Regions from separate parts of the Anas platyrhynchos genome. Here regions 1 and 3 are each linked to region 2. A link is a contact called in public Hi-C data. All regions are on one chromosome and are shown on one strand. Each heading gives the region's core, a stretch centred on a gene start, on an enhancer-like site or on the middle of the called end of the contact. The rest is flanking DNA. Distances are from core to core; before and after follow the strand shown. Region 1 overlaps RAD51B (RAD51 paralog B). Region 2 has its middle 21 kb from the start of ZFP36L1. Region 3 overlaps RAD51B (RAD51 paralog B).

Region 1 (4,534 bases), core at 1,670-4,169, 250 kb before region 2:
GAAGTGTCTCAGCATTTCCCGAGTATTTACAGTCCAAAAATAATGACAGCAATCATACTGTCTGTCTTCTTTACAGGCTGAAAAGGAAATCAGTTCAAGGGTTGGTTACTGCATGAACTTTCTGGTGTCACAGAGGTTTTGAAGAAATTCAGGGAAAACTACTTTGCTGATGTCTGTAACTTTGAACATAGTTATACCCATGCTGTTGTCTTCTGGTCCAGGGGAGAGCTCTATTCCTGGTGCAGGCAGGAGCATCCTCTTTTGCCCTGGCAGCCTGACTGCTCTGGCACGGTGGTGGCTAATTATGGGCTCGGCAGAGAGGTGGGTCACATAGTGTTACACGTAGTTTTGACTGATCTACAAATATCAAGGCAGAAATCTTGAACAAATGCAGAGAGGAAAACGCATTTTTTTATCAGTAAGTTGAGGGATTTATATTCCTCAGCTGATGTACTTGCAAAAATGCTAGACTTCACTCGTTGGTAGAATAAGTAATTTAGCCTGGTGGTCACAAATGTCACACTTGCTCTTCAGAGCAGTGTTGATTATAATGGGGGACGTTATCTCTTCTGTTTGAGGTAAAGAAGGTTGAATAAAGATCGATCAAATGGCAGCAAGAAAGGTTATGCAGAGCAAGTAAAAAGGACAAGAAGACCAGAAAAAATAAATGAGGGTGTTTTGTATTCACTTGTGCTTGAGTACTGTTTAACTCACCTTTGCTCCTCTGAGCATCCCTCATAACCAGAAGCTCAATAGTGTGGGATAAGCATCAGCTGTAGCTACTTTTTCCTTTGTCTGCCACACATATCCTTCTTTCACTCTTTTCCTCAGTGCTTCATTTAATTCTTGTTGCTTTCTCTGTTGTTTGATTCCTGCCTACCCATCTTACAAGTGAAGCAGGATTTTTTAGTACCTATATGAAGAGGAACAAATGAAAAGCAGGAGGTCTGGAGCACACCTTCAACCATAAAGCTCCAGGAAACAGCCAGGTGGGAGAACCCTTTGTGCTGCTGGAGGAGGATGCCTTGCTCTCTCAGCTCAGATTCCAGTTTTGCTGCTGTCCAGGCTGCTGCAGCAAGGCTTGGAGGCCTGAGAAACACCCCCATGCTGCGCGCAGGGATGGCACTGTGGGGACAGCATTGGAAGACGGGACAGCGAGGACGCTGGCCCTCCCACAACACTGCCTCCCTTCCCCCTTCCTTTTCTTTCCCACTTGCGCACAGTGCTGTGGCTCGGAGGTCATTTGTTTCCCACAGCTTCACAGAACACTGTAGCAGAAAGGGGGACAATGGTCCCTTACAAGGGGCGATGTGAGGCTGTCTTTCATCTCTAATAAGCCCCTTCACTTGCACTGGGAAGCCTGTTGTGCGTGTGTGTGCATGCACGGTTCCAGTGTGAAACACTCCGCAGCTTCAATAGATGTAAAGCATCTAGGCTCTTTTGTTTTGGTTTTGAAATGGGCAACTCTTGGCATGTTGCAGCCTGAGGTGGGTTTTCTGTTCAGCGCAAGTACATCAGGAGACATCATTTTTCCTTTTCACATAACTATTAAAATCGAGAGCCCATCTGGTCAGCATCAGTCAGCAGAAAGACTTAACCCAGAAAGCAAGGAGAGGAGGGAACAACTATCTGCAGCTCGCCTCTGCCAAGCACAGGCTCCCTTGTGCTTGGGATGGATCGCTAACTGAGCGTGGCAGGGGGCTGGCAAGCTGGTGAATCGACTCTCCTGGCAGTTGCCTGAAACCCACTGGCGGATGGCAACTATTTGTGAAATCCACAGTAAAGGAGACTAAAAAGGGTGGCATCTACCCAGTGCAAACAAAAATGAAATTCTGAAGCTGCCGTCTTGAGCCTGCAATCAAATCACTGGAGCTTTTGAGGGTGATGGGGAAAGCATTGTTTAGAAGACAAGAAGTCAGGATTCCACCTGAATTTACACCAGTATTTCTGTGCTTGTTGACTGGGACATTTAATCCCTTTTAATATCACTTGAACACAAAGGTATAGATGGCTCTATCATCCTTCTAACACCTTCTGACTCCCTCATAGTTGTCTATTCACCCCTTCATCCCTTCAAATTTACCTTACTGCTTTATTGTGTGATAGAGGAAGTAGACCTGTGGAAAGATTTCTAATTAGAATAAGCATCCCTTCTGCCAAGACAGGTCACTGTTTGCTTCTTAGGTGAAGTGAGGAAGTAATCTGGAGGATCTCCTGTGAGAACATTTGTCTTTATGGAGAGGTATTTAACAGCTATGTACTAAAGCTTCCAATTGATCTCTACAGCCCTGTTAAACCATGAAAAGATCAGTCTCTGAGATTGAGCTGATAAAGCAGGACTACAAAAACCTCCACAGAGGATTTTAGAGAACATGATCAACACAGTGTAATAAAAGATTATCAGAAACTTATCAAAAGCTAGTGTAGTTGATGGAGTACAGGAGCATTACATAAACAGGTAACTGTTCATTGCTGTATGAAGAAGTTTCAAGGGGTCTTTTGCTGTTGTGCTTTTCAGCTGGCATGCTAGCATCTTTTTCCCCATAAGGAAAGCATTAAAATTGCTTAGAGCTGTCTATAAGTTCTGCAGCCTTGCCTGTGAGAGCTTTGGACTTGTCTTTGAGCAATAAGAGAAAAAAGGAACCATGATGGCTCGTGGAGCAGTGCTGAGTTAATTTCTACTGTATTATTCTATCCCAATCCAATTTTCAAATGTATAAAATACACCATTTAAAGTGTTCTGTAAAGTCTGTCCTGTGGCTTCCTCGCATGCCCACAGCATGCTCGTTGCTTCGTGCTGTCCTGCCGACTAATCGTGACACCCTGCTAGCGCTGACCTGTTTGCTGTTCCCTCTATCAGGCGGTTCAGCTTGACGCAGACACTCTCCACCCCGTTCCCCTTCCTGCTGCTGACCCCATTTCGGTCTTGGCTCCCCTCTCCGATTCTAACATTTTCCACACACTCTCTCTCCCCACCTCCCTTGCCGTTGGTGCCTCCATCCAAAAAATCACGTAAGTGGATGTTTATGCAAAATACGCGCTTCTAGGTACTAACCAGCTAATAGATAGACCATGGAGAACAGCAAGATGCTCACAACGCAAAGATAAATGCTAATCTGAATACTTTACAAACAGGATTACAAAGGGGAAAAAAAAAAAGTTGTTTGTGAAGGGGTTGAGAGATACTTGGGACAGCAACTTAATCACAGAGCAGCGACTTTTCCTCTTTATGTATTGGGCTGGCGTCTACAGACAAACAAAATCCTCTGCTTAGGGTGTTTTCCATCTGCTCCATCCAACAGTCCCCTTTACTCGGGACATGTTTATTCTAAGCAGGGTGCGTGATTCATCACCCTTGGGAGATGAGGCAAGGTTTGGTGCTGATCTCAGACAATATTTCTTCCCTCCCCCGGCCCCACCTCCCGGCATGATTGTACTAGGAAATTACATCACTGATAAAATCTTTTAAGGGGAACATCCACCTTGTTACAGCACACAAAATAATAGAGAATTTTTGCTGTTGGGTTAGTGGCGAAGTCGATTCATTAAAGGCTATTCTGTACAAGGCAGCAGGCACAGCAGACACTGAGAAATGTGACTTTGGTGTGGAATGTCGCTGAACCTAACAAAAAGTCCTGTGTGTGAACGGGAGACCTGCAGAAGAGAAGCGAAGGTACTACCACAGATGTCTGAAAATTCAGTCACACTTCAGATCCCCTGAAGTTACACTTTCTTTGCCTCTGGGAAATAATGACATAAGAATCTAAATCATCGTTTTTGAGAGAGTTAGCTCCTTACCTTGCAGAGAAAGTGGGATGTAGATCTCTACTGGGAAAATAAACACAAGCAACAGATTTTCTTACTGTACTGGAGCTGGTGGGACTTAAAAGTCCCCCCCACGCGTATATCTGATGTGACATTAGTCAATTAAATGAGGCATATGAAAAGAATGAATAGTCAAGTCGTTAACATTCCATATAGTCTGTTGTCCAGCACTGTCCAGTATGAAGGGGAAATGGTTATAGCTGAGTTGATAAATATTTATTTCAGTGATATTTATTTCAGTGGTTTCCTCAAATGGAGAACACGTGCATCCCTGAGCAACACATTCTTCCAAGCCAGTGCTGAAATTGTGCATGTCCTCCAAAATGAGCCACTACTGCTAGCTATGCCAGCTTTAATATGGAAAGCAAAACTGAGACACCAGAACCTTTAAAGTCATTTAAGAACTCATGCTATCAAAAGCCAAGCAGCACGTTAATTCCCTTAATATGGCAAAGCTCCCATATGGGTAATAATCTAGGCTATGCAGTCTGTTTGCCAGAAGACCCAAAAGGTACGCTTAGAATTTATTTGTGTTTCAGAATTCATTGCAAACTCAGTTAATCTAAGGGCTCCTTACAGTGTACTTAGAGCTGTTTCTGGTTTTATGGCTTTATTTAGTTGTGATTCTATTTGGATTAAACTCTCTTTTTCGAATGAACTTTGGTTTAGGTTTTCCACAATGTTTTTGCATCTGTAACTTTGAAAGATA
Region 2 (4,139 bases), core at 36-2,535:
CAAGGCAGAACTGCATCCTGCAAAGACATCCTTCTTATCTTATTATTGCCTCCCCAAACTATCAATTAAAAAAAAAAATGTCACGTTTCTGTATCTGTGGATGTCATTTGCCTTCTGCATGCACTTTTTTTTCATGCAGGGCTGTGACACACACTTCATACAAGTCATCTAGGGAGGGGTACTGTAGGCACTGAGGCACTTAAAAATGCCAGCAAAGTGCCTAATTGGATTTCAAAAGGGCATTGGCCCTGACTGCTGATTTCAGTGCAGCTTAGACTTGTAAGCCCCTGTCTCTGTCTCTAGGTGCCAAACACCTTTGAAATCTGGCTCCCTCAGTTCCCTTTTTGGCTATGGCAATTAGCTCTCAGGGAATTATGATGATGGAAGAACACCCTGACTATGAGTTCTCGGGAAATATAGAAATGGGGATAACTAAGTAACATTTAAATCAATTAGACAGTTCATTAACACTTCTGCTAACAGCCAACTTAGATTCCTGTGCATGTGCATTCTTTCCCACTGTTAGCATCTCCACTCACACACGGATTATTTACGACCCTTCTCCAACAAAAGCCTGGTTATTCTTATTTAAAATAGACCATAAAGATACATTTATTAACATTAAGGACGTTAACGCTCCCTTTTTGTCCCCATGCTTAAAAAAAGAAAAGAAGGATTCAAACCTTAAGTGGGAAGTGAATTACACAGAGTGGCTGCAGATGGGAGCCATTAAATGCCTGGCTGCCTTTTTTTTTTTTTTTTTTTAATTGAAACAATAAAGCAATTTTCTGTACAAATAGCTCTGGCAAAGTGTGGCTTTGGTTCTGTCGAAGTTCACAACCACACATCCCTAAAGATCAAATACAGCAGCGGAGCCTTGGACCTTCCTGCTCGCTGAGGAGGCCCTTGGTTCTCACCCAGGAGAGCTGCTCGCCCATCAGGCGGGGCACTGACCAAATGTGTGCGGGCTGGAGGGCGAAGCAAAGCACCGCAGCTCTTCTTTGGTTCCCACACAACTGCAGAAATTTCAGGATGAATTCCCAGGTAGCAACTCCCAGCCCAGTAACGACAAGTACAGAGTCCAGAGGAAGGCAAATCCATATTCCTTATTTTGAACAAGAAGAGGGGAAAACCCAGACATGGTCGGTTTTCCTGTAATCTTGATTGCCCGTAGGTTTTGGTCCAAACTACTAAACTGCACGGCCTGTCTGTAAATTGAGCGTTTAAAAGAAAGGCGTGTCTGTTTTTTTAACTTTTTGATGTGTGAGTAATAGGGGTGCCATCTAGAGGACAAAGTGACTTTCCAGCACATTCCCTTGGACAGGAATGGCGCTGTCAATAACCTACTCCTCTCACTACCTCCTTATAAACGACTTATCATTTCTAAATAAAATTGTTACAGTACGAAGCACTCCTCCATACACATCAATTCAAGAATTGCAAATCCTGCCTTAATCAATCCAGTTTAAGAAGGGGCTATATACGTTATCCACGTGTCTACCCACTGCAGGGATGAGATACTGAGAGCAGCAACAGGCTCTGGTTATACAGGTCTGGACACCGTCCTTCCCATCCTGACCTTGAGCTGGACACTGCAAGTCACACTGAGCCGAACTGCCAGCGGTGGGATCCAGTCTGGAGCTTGCCTTGGTGGTTCCAGCCCCATGCAGAACAACCACATCTCGTCTCATGCTCCTCTGCACGGCTGCCTAATGTCCTCTCTTGCCTGGCTTAGGAATGGCCTCTCCCTGTAGGATATTCCCTACAGTGGGCGTAGGAATCATCTAATGTTAATGCAAGCGTTAAAAGGAGCCCCGTACAGGGTAGGCATGGCCACCTCTTGCTCCCCACAGTGCTCCATGCTAATTAGTGCTAAACCCTGCCTGCCTCCCACCCACCCGGAGCGGCCGAGCAGGTTGCAGTGGAGCAGGAAAGGGAGGGTTGCACAGCACTGCTCAGGCCTCACAGCCAGAGGAACCCCAATCCAATGCCCTCGCGAAGCACTCCAGATTTGCTTGCAGACTCCCTGCACCCACTGTGTTGCAAAATCCCCTGTTGATGTGACTAAGAGTCATGCTGGCAGCCTCGGCTTCGGTTTCTACCTCTCACAGTCCTGAAATGGAGACAGGGAAGTGTCAGATGCTTTCTGTTCTCCTTGCCCAAGACTCTCTGACCACGGGTGTTTTTGCATCCACAGCGTTCAAGGGACCTTTCAGTCAGTGCTATCTCGTGAGTAGCTAAATAAAAACAGACCCAAACGTCGTCGGCTCTGCTTACATCAAGGAAAGGAGAAGCAGCTCTCCTACTACAGCAAACGCTAGCAAAGTTCTGCAAGAGGCAGCTAAAAATAGGGCTGCCCCCTACAACACTTCCGTCCTGCCTTTCACACACTTGCAGCTTTCACGTCCCATCGGCCCCACAATTTCCTTGTCGCTGGTTTGCCCCACGCCCAGTGTCCCCGCGCAGCCCTTCCTGCCGGCAGAGAGCCCCGATGGCTTTGAAGTGCGGGAAGCTCCCTTGCACCGGAGTGAGCGGCCACTTCCCCTGCTTTCTTCACTGTTTTGGTCTGCATCAGTTGCAAGTGAGAAGTGGGACAACCCCCCCGGTGAAGGTCTCGCCCCAAGAAGATGCTGAAAGTCCCTGAGGTGCCGAAGACAAGAAAAGTTTTCCTTAGCGGAGTATTTTCAAGGGTATTTTTCTTGGTAAATGAAATGATGGAAAGTGTTTGTGTGAATACCTCTGGGATAACATTCCCAACCATTCCCTTCCAATTTTGGCATTTGTTCCTGGAGAACCAGGAGCTGAAAATGGCATGAATGTGCTTCTTGGAGTCAAAAGGAAAGCAAGCACACCCGTGGTGTAAAGGAGGGGTTGTGAAGGGGACCTCCTCCGCCTGGTTGGAGGCGCGAGGCTGAGATGCCCTTGGTGCCAGGGTGCTGGCTGTCAGCAGGCCAGTGACACCTGGATGTTGGATGAGGGCACGTGGAAGGTGGAGGTGCGTTAGCCGTGTGCCATAGGAGGAGCAAGAGTGGTGCCAGTTCTGCCAGGGCAGTCTGTGAGGAGTGACATGGGACAGAGCTCGTGGGGACAGGCATCGCTGCTGAGGCAAGGAGAAAGCCATGGTGTGCATTAACCCCGATGAAACTGTTGAAAATGGTCTGTGCTGTTTGCCCAAGGTTTTCCAGACCCTGGGAAAGTAATGCCCATGGGAAGTTGGGCTGATTGGGAGCTCATGAGCATTACTGTCTTCTCCGCTCATCAGTCCAGCAGGTACCGGAAAGGGTAAGGCAGCATGTGCTGGACTCCCAGCAAAGACAAATGGATAAGACAAATCCAAGAGCAGGGCTTTGCCACCTTTTGGGCCACAGGAGGACTGAACAACTTACCACCATGTTGCCAAACAGCAGGAGCAGGGGCCCAGGCAGTCTGGGAGCTGATCCACACCTCCAGGAACTTGGAGTCCACCTGTTCTGGCCTCAAGTGGAGGGATCTCATCTTGAAGGGGAGTCACTTCACAGCCCCTGTTTGTGCTTGGGGGAGTGGATGAGGGGTAGGGTGTGTGGACTGAGAAAGCCAGATGAGTTCCCTTGCTGTAGAAGTACTGATGAGGAAAGAGAACCGTGCCTCTTCACCAGGGGTGGGTGCACTGCCTCGGGCTGTCCCCCCAGAGCCCCGACATGGTTAGGGAACCCTGCAGTTCGAGGCTGCCATAGTGAGCTGGCTTGCAAAGGGCTCAACAGGGGAAGGCATTTCTGAGGAGAGAGCCCCTGGCCAGGCTGCTGGAAGACGGCTACTTCCCCATCGGATGGTAAAACACAGCAGAAAAGCCATCAGCTCAGAAGGCACACCCAGACCACTAGAAATTCTGTCCGGACCAAGCCAGAAAATATTTCCTGAAGCCTCTTTGTCACCAGGCTGCTTTAGAAGAGTGGCACCATTGAAAGTGTAGCTAAGACTGGCTGGAAACAGGGCTGTGGCAGGAGAAGGGTGCCAGCCCCACTGCTGGGTAGCTCCTGTGGGTACACGTGTGTGCATGTGCAGGGAGACGGGGGGGGGGGGCTGGTTCCTCAGCAGCTTTATTTTTCTCAGTCAGGTTCAGAAAAGAAGCATTTGTAAGCTCTCACTACTTCTAAGCCTCG
Region 3 (4,322 bases), core at 936-3,435, 170 kb before region 2:
AGCATTCTCCAACTGTGCCAAACTTCAGGAACAGCCTACAAAGAGAGGTTCAGCTCTTAAAAATCTCGATGTCTGTAGCAGAAAATCATGACAAAAATGCCCGCAGCAGGCTGTGTAATGCACATACACACCAAAAAGAAAAAAAAAAAAGACACAGTTAATCTGAGAGTGCTTTTTCTACGTGTTGTGTGTTTGACTCCATTTTGTACAACTGCAGTGGTGCTGGGTCCTGGGATAGGTCAAAAATCTGCTTGGAAAAGTGGCAGAGAGGAAAAAAAAGTGGCTGAATGTTGCCTTTGCCTTTGGTTTAATGACAGTTTGGTGCTTGATTAGAGTTGGCCTAAGTAGTGTTTGCTGCCTGGTGCATGCCACCAAGGAGCTCTCCTGCTGGGTGAGGCCTAGCAGGTGCAGACGTTTGACTGGGGCCTCATAAGGCCATGGTCAGGTTTCACTACTGCTGATCTCACAACTTATGGTCACCAGCAGTTGGCCAACTGAAAGCCAACTTCTGTGTTAGTTCTGCTGCTCATCTAACCCCACAGGACATCGACTAAAGGAAGTTACAAATCTGTACGGAGCTGCACTTTGTGGTTGGTTGACTACATCTACAAATTCTCCTGCACTTGTCATACTGAGAAGTCCTCTCTCTGGGTTTCAGGCAGTCTACTAACATCTACAGGAACTTTCTTTTCTTCTCTACTCAGCCATCTATTTTCACTCAATTTCTGTGACCTCACAGATGTTTGAGGACCCCTGCTATTTTCCAGACTTGGCTGAAAGCAATCAATGGCTGAAAAGGTTATATAGACTGGGATACAGAATGTGATTGCAAAAGCGTTGTCTGTGTAGAAAACCAGACTACAAAAGAACATGATAAACAGCATTAGGAGGAAGGTGACACAGCTGTATTGTTTGACTCTGCTGACTGCAAACATGATTTTAACATTTCTTCTTTCAAGCAGTGCCTAGAAGTCCTACTTGCTTCTATTCAACAGGATGTTGCAACTTGAACCTGTTTGTTTTAGTTGAGCTGACAAAAGACTAGACTTATAAATGGAGATCTAACTCTTGTTATCTTAGTACCAGTACATGCAGAAGAGCTCATAAGGACCTGTTAAACTGATTCTGGCCATTAGAAATGTTATATACGTCCCTGGTTCCATAGCTGACAGTGCCCCATGGGACATAGGGCATTATTTTTGGATAGCTAGCTAAAGGCATCTTCGTCTTATTTACTGCTGTTTCCTCTGGCATGACTCCATTGATATATAATTGGAAGAACAACGAAGAATTGAGCTGCTGAGCCTGCTTTTTCTGACAGCCAGAGTACCTACAGAACTTTGTGCTGTTGTTGGTTGTTTGGTAATAGCATCTGTGACCCCTATTCAGTATCCAGAGCCCCACAATGTAAGGCACTGCTTACACACAAAGAATAGAAAGATATCCCATGCTCTTTCTGACTTCAAATGTGGTTTATGGTTCATCCAGTAACTAAGTATGTCAAACAACACCAAAACTCATGGCCAACAAAATCATAAACTATTCGAAAACAAACTCAGCTTAAAGAGACCACATGAATCACCGTGTAAATGTTGTTCAGTTGTACACTGGAAACATTTCTGACTTCTGATTGGCATGTTGATAAATTCCTACAACCAACATCATGTGACAAATGGGCTAACCCAATATCCAGTGTTTCCTAAGTGGTCATAAATGGGATCACACTTCTTTATGAGCTCTCAGAAAGGGAAAATAGATTTTAAATTGCAGTATTGGCAAATAGAAAGGGCAGAAGGGGAAAACCAAGAACATCTCTAGTTGCAATAAGTGCCCAAAACCATAGAATGAATACCAGTGCTTTATAAAAGACTGCTGCAAACAATTTGAGCTGCCCATTTTTCTTACAGAATTTTCTAGCCATAAGCCATTCACTGTAGTTGAACAGTGACCACCAGTCCTTGCCAGCCAAAGAGAAAAAGGGGGAAAAAAAACTTTGTGCTTAAGTTGTTGTGGTCCTTTTTGGGCTTGCAGGAGTTTTGCAAATCAGGGTTCACAATCATTCAGTCATTCATTCTGTATTCAGCAGTGTCCTTGACCATACCCCCTGCCAGTAACAGGACCTTTAAGTCCAAGAGAGAAGAGAAACAACTTTTTTTTTTTTTTTAAACCAACTAGCAGAGGATGTGCTGAGCCAAAATAGAAATAGCAAGGTCAGGTCAGGGCAAGGCCCTGCATTTCATTAGCCAGGCCTGGCTAGGAGTGATTAAATATGTACAAGAGGCTTTGAATAGATCCAGGCAGGGAGGATGACATTGTGGAATACAGAAAAATCATTCTTTGGTGCTGTCAACTGACTAAATACAGGATGGTACTTAATTAGAGAGATAAAAGGAATTTATTTTAATTATTTTAATTTTGCAGAAGAGAGAGATTTTATTTTATTTTTCTGCTGAGTGTTTTGTAAAAAGGGGGAGAAGAGGATCTGGTCAAAAAGCCTGGCTTAACAGAATCCAGACAGCCTCGAGGTACATGTTGACCTAGCCTGCAGTTCTCATGAATGCAACTTGATCGAGACCCAGTAAAAAGAACAAAATTACACTGGCAATGGAATCAAGGCCCTGTTACATTTTGGAGGTGCTCTGGGTAGAAACTGATGACCTTCTGAGCACATCAGACTGCCTGTTTCATTAGACATGTTAGAGAGAATTTGAAAAGAATGGAGCTTTGAAGCAGAATAAAGTACTGTGTCAAGTGGTGCTTCGGCTGCCCAGCTTGAATTTGCTATTGGGATTGCCTGACTTAACTGACGTTTTATAGCTGTATTGTAATTCTTGTATGACAATTGCATTGTTGCATAGGCACCTAGGCACTGAATGCACACTGTTTGCAGTCCTTTTCCATAGAAACTAGCTGCCCAGCTGGTAGAAATGACAATGCATTTACATTTGTCCAGAGCACTAACAATAATGTCTTTGCAGAACTTCCAAGGGCTCTTTTCTTAAACCAGCTGTAGGAATTTGGATCTCAACTTTATACCTCTTCTGGGAGATGATTGCTCCAAATGTCATGGCACTCTTTCCTCTTGTGTTGGACAGTCGGCTCAAAACCAGCTAGGAATTTCTGTATGCTCACTTTTGCATGAATCTAACTTAAAACCCATGAAAGACTAGATGCAGTTATATTTAAGGAATTTCTTTGTCTGGACACCAGTGTATTCACAGACTGGTATAAAGATAATTGTATTTGAATCAGTATTTGTACACTGGTTCTCATTAGCTAAATACTGCATTTTTCCTCCTGGTCTGGTGTATCTTAACTACATAGGAATTATTTTCCTGGTCACTGCCAGATCTTCATTGCCCTGTTATAGTAAATAAAGCTTATAAAAAATCTTTTGGCCTTCTGAAACTTTAGACAGTGGAGCTGACATTATTGGTTTGATTTATATGTTTTCTTGCTTAGATGTCAGATTGACAGCCCTGGGAACAGAAATACTCAGATATTGCCCAAACACGCAGCATACTGCAAACTTTGCCAACCTTTCACAGCGATAGTATCTTGATCCTTGAGCGTGAGAGCATATCTAAGCCTTCAGAGGGCATTCAGTGCTGAACCCGATAGGGCCTAAGAAGTACTTTTTGTTAGATCTCATCATGATTCACGAAGGTAAACAATGACCGTGAGGTTCTTTTGTATAAAGCAATTGAACAGCCAGCCTGCCAGCAATAGCTTGGAGTTGGAATTAATGAGAGCTACATTTCAAGCTATGGTAACTTTATCCTAAATGATTGCAGATCCTATTTTCAATCCCATGAATGAACACTTGCCCCTGGTTGTTATATCTAGGCTAGTTGTTCCACTACCAGTAATGATCGTTGGTTGTGGGCCTGGAAGTTTAGGTTGCACATTCTTGGGGATTTCTAAACTAGCACTAGTGTAAATTTAGTCTCTGAGGCTTGGGTAGAAGCAGTATTTGTCAATATATGGTTGCTGAATCAACATTGCTGTTACCATGTACCCATCACAGCAAGTTCTAACTGCTGACTGATTGTGAAACTTCTCGTTCTTTCTCTGACCCTTCCCACATCTGCTCCTCTTCTCCTTTAGAGGTTTTCCCTCTCCTGTGTCTCTAATACGTTCCCATCCCTTCATCTTCTCTCCATCCACTCCTTTTCCATTCTTTACTCCCTTCTTTTGTTAATTACAGTCCTTTTGCCTGTCCCCATTCCTGTTTCTCTCTGCTTTCTCACATTGCATTTTTTCCTTCATCCGTCCCCATTTTTTTCTCATTTATTCATCTTCCCACTGCGTCCTATCTCCCT

The links. Hi-C and Micro-C count contacts between places; a contact is called where the count stands out from the background.
Region 1: a Hi-C map of subcutaneous adipose tissue shows a contact between it and region 2, with 2.6 times the contacts expected there. The contact joins two enhancer-like sites. A contact is called at or near these places in 3 of 8 Hi-C or Micro-C datasets (liver, skeletal muscle and subcutaneous adipose tissue).
Region 3: a contact with region 2 is called in a Hi-C map of subcutaneous adipose tissue, with 2.2 times the contacts expected there. The contact joins two enhancer-like sites. A contact is called at or near these places in 4 of 8 Hi-C or Micro-C datasets (liver, skeletal muscle and subcutaneous adipose tissue).

Annotation. Positions count from the first base shown.
Region 1 is chr5:37,630,341-37,634,874 of IASCAAS_PekinDuck_T2T, reverse strand. The region is part of intron 9 of RAD51B (RAD51 paralog B); the gene reads left to right. Among named protein-coding and RNA genes, the nearest start is that of ZFP36L1, 230 kb to the right of the region's middle. Within about 2 kb of position 2,919, at least 1 of the 8 cell types and tissues checked has an H3K27ac peak or open chromatin away from gene starts, as enhancers often do. A contact at or near this core is called in subcutaneous adipose tissue, where this site is marked.
Region 2 is chr5:37,381,982-37,386,120 of IASCAAS_PekinDuck_T2T, reverse strand. No RefSeq gene overlaps it. Among named protein-coding and RNA genes, the nearest start is that of ZFP36L1, 21 kb to the left of the region's middle. Within about 2 kb of position 1,285, at least 5 of the 8 cell types and tissues checked have an H3K27ac peak or open chromatin away from gene starts, as enhancers often do. A contact at or near this core is called in subcutaneous adipose tissue, where this site is marked.
Region 3 is chr5:37,549,709-37,554,030 of IASCAAS_PekinDuck_T2T, reverse strand. The region is part of intron 11 of RAD51B (RAD51 paralog B); the gene reads left to right. Among named protein-coding and RNA genes, the nearest start is that of ZFP36L1, 150 kb to the right of the region's middle. Within about 2 kb of position 2,185, at least 5 of the 8 cell types and tissues checked have an H3K27ac peak or open chromatin away from gene starts, as enhancers often do. A contact at or near this core is called in subcutaneous adipose tissue, where this site is marked.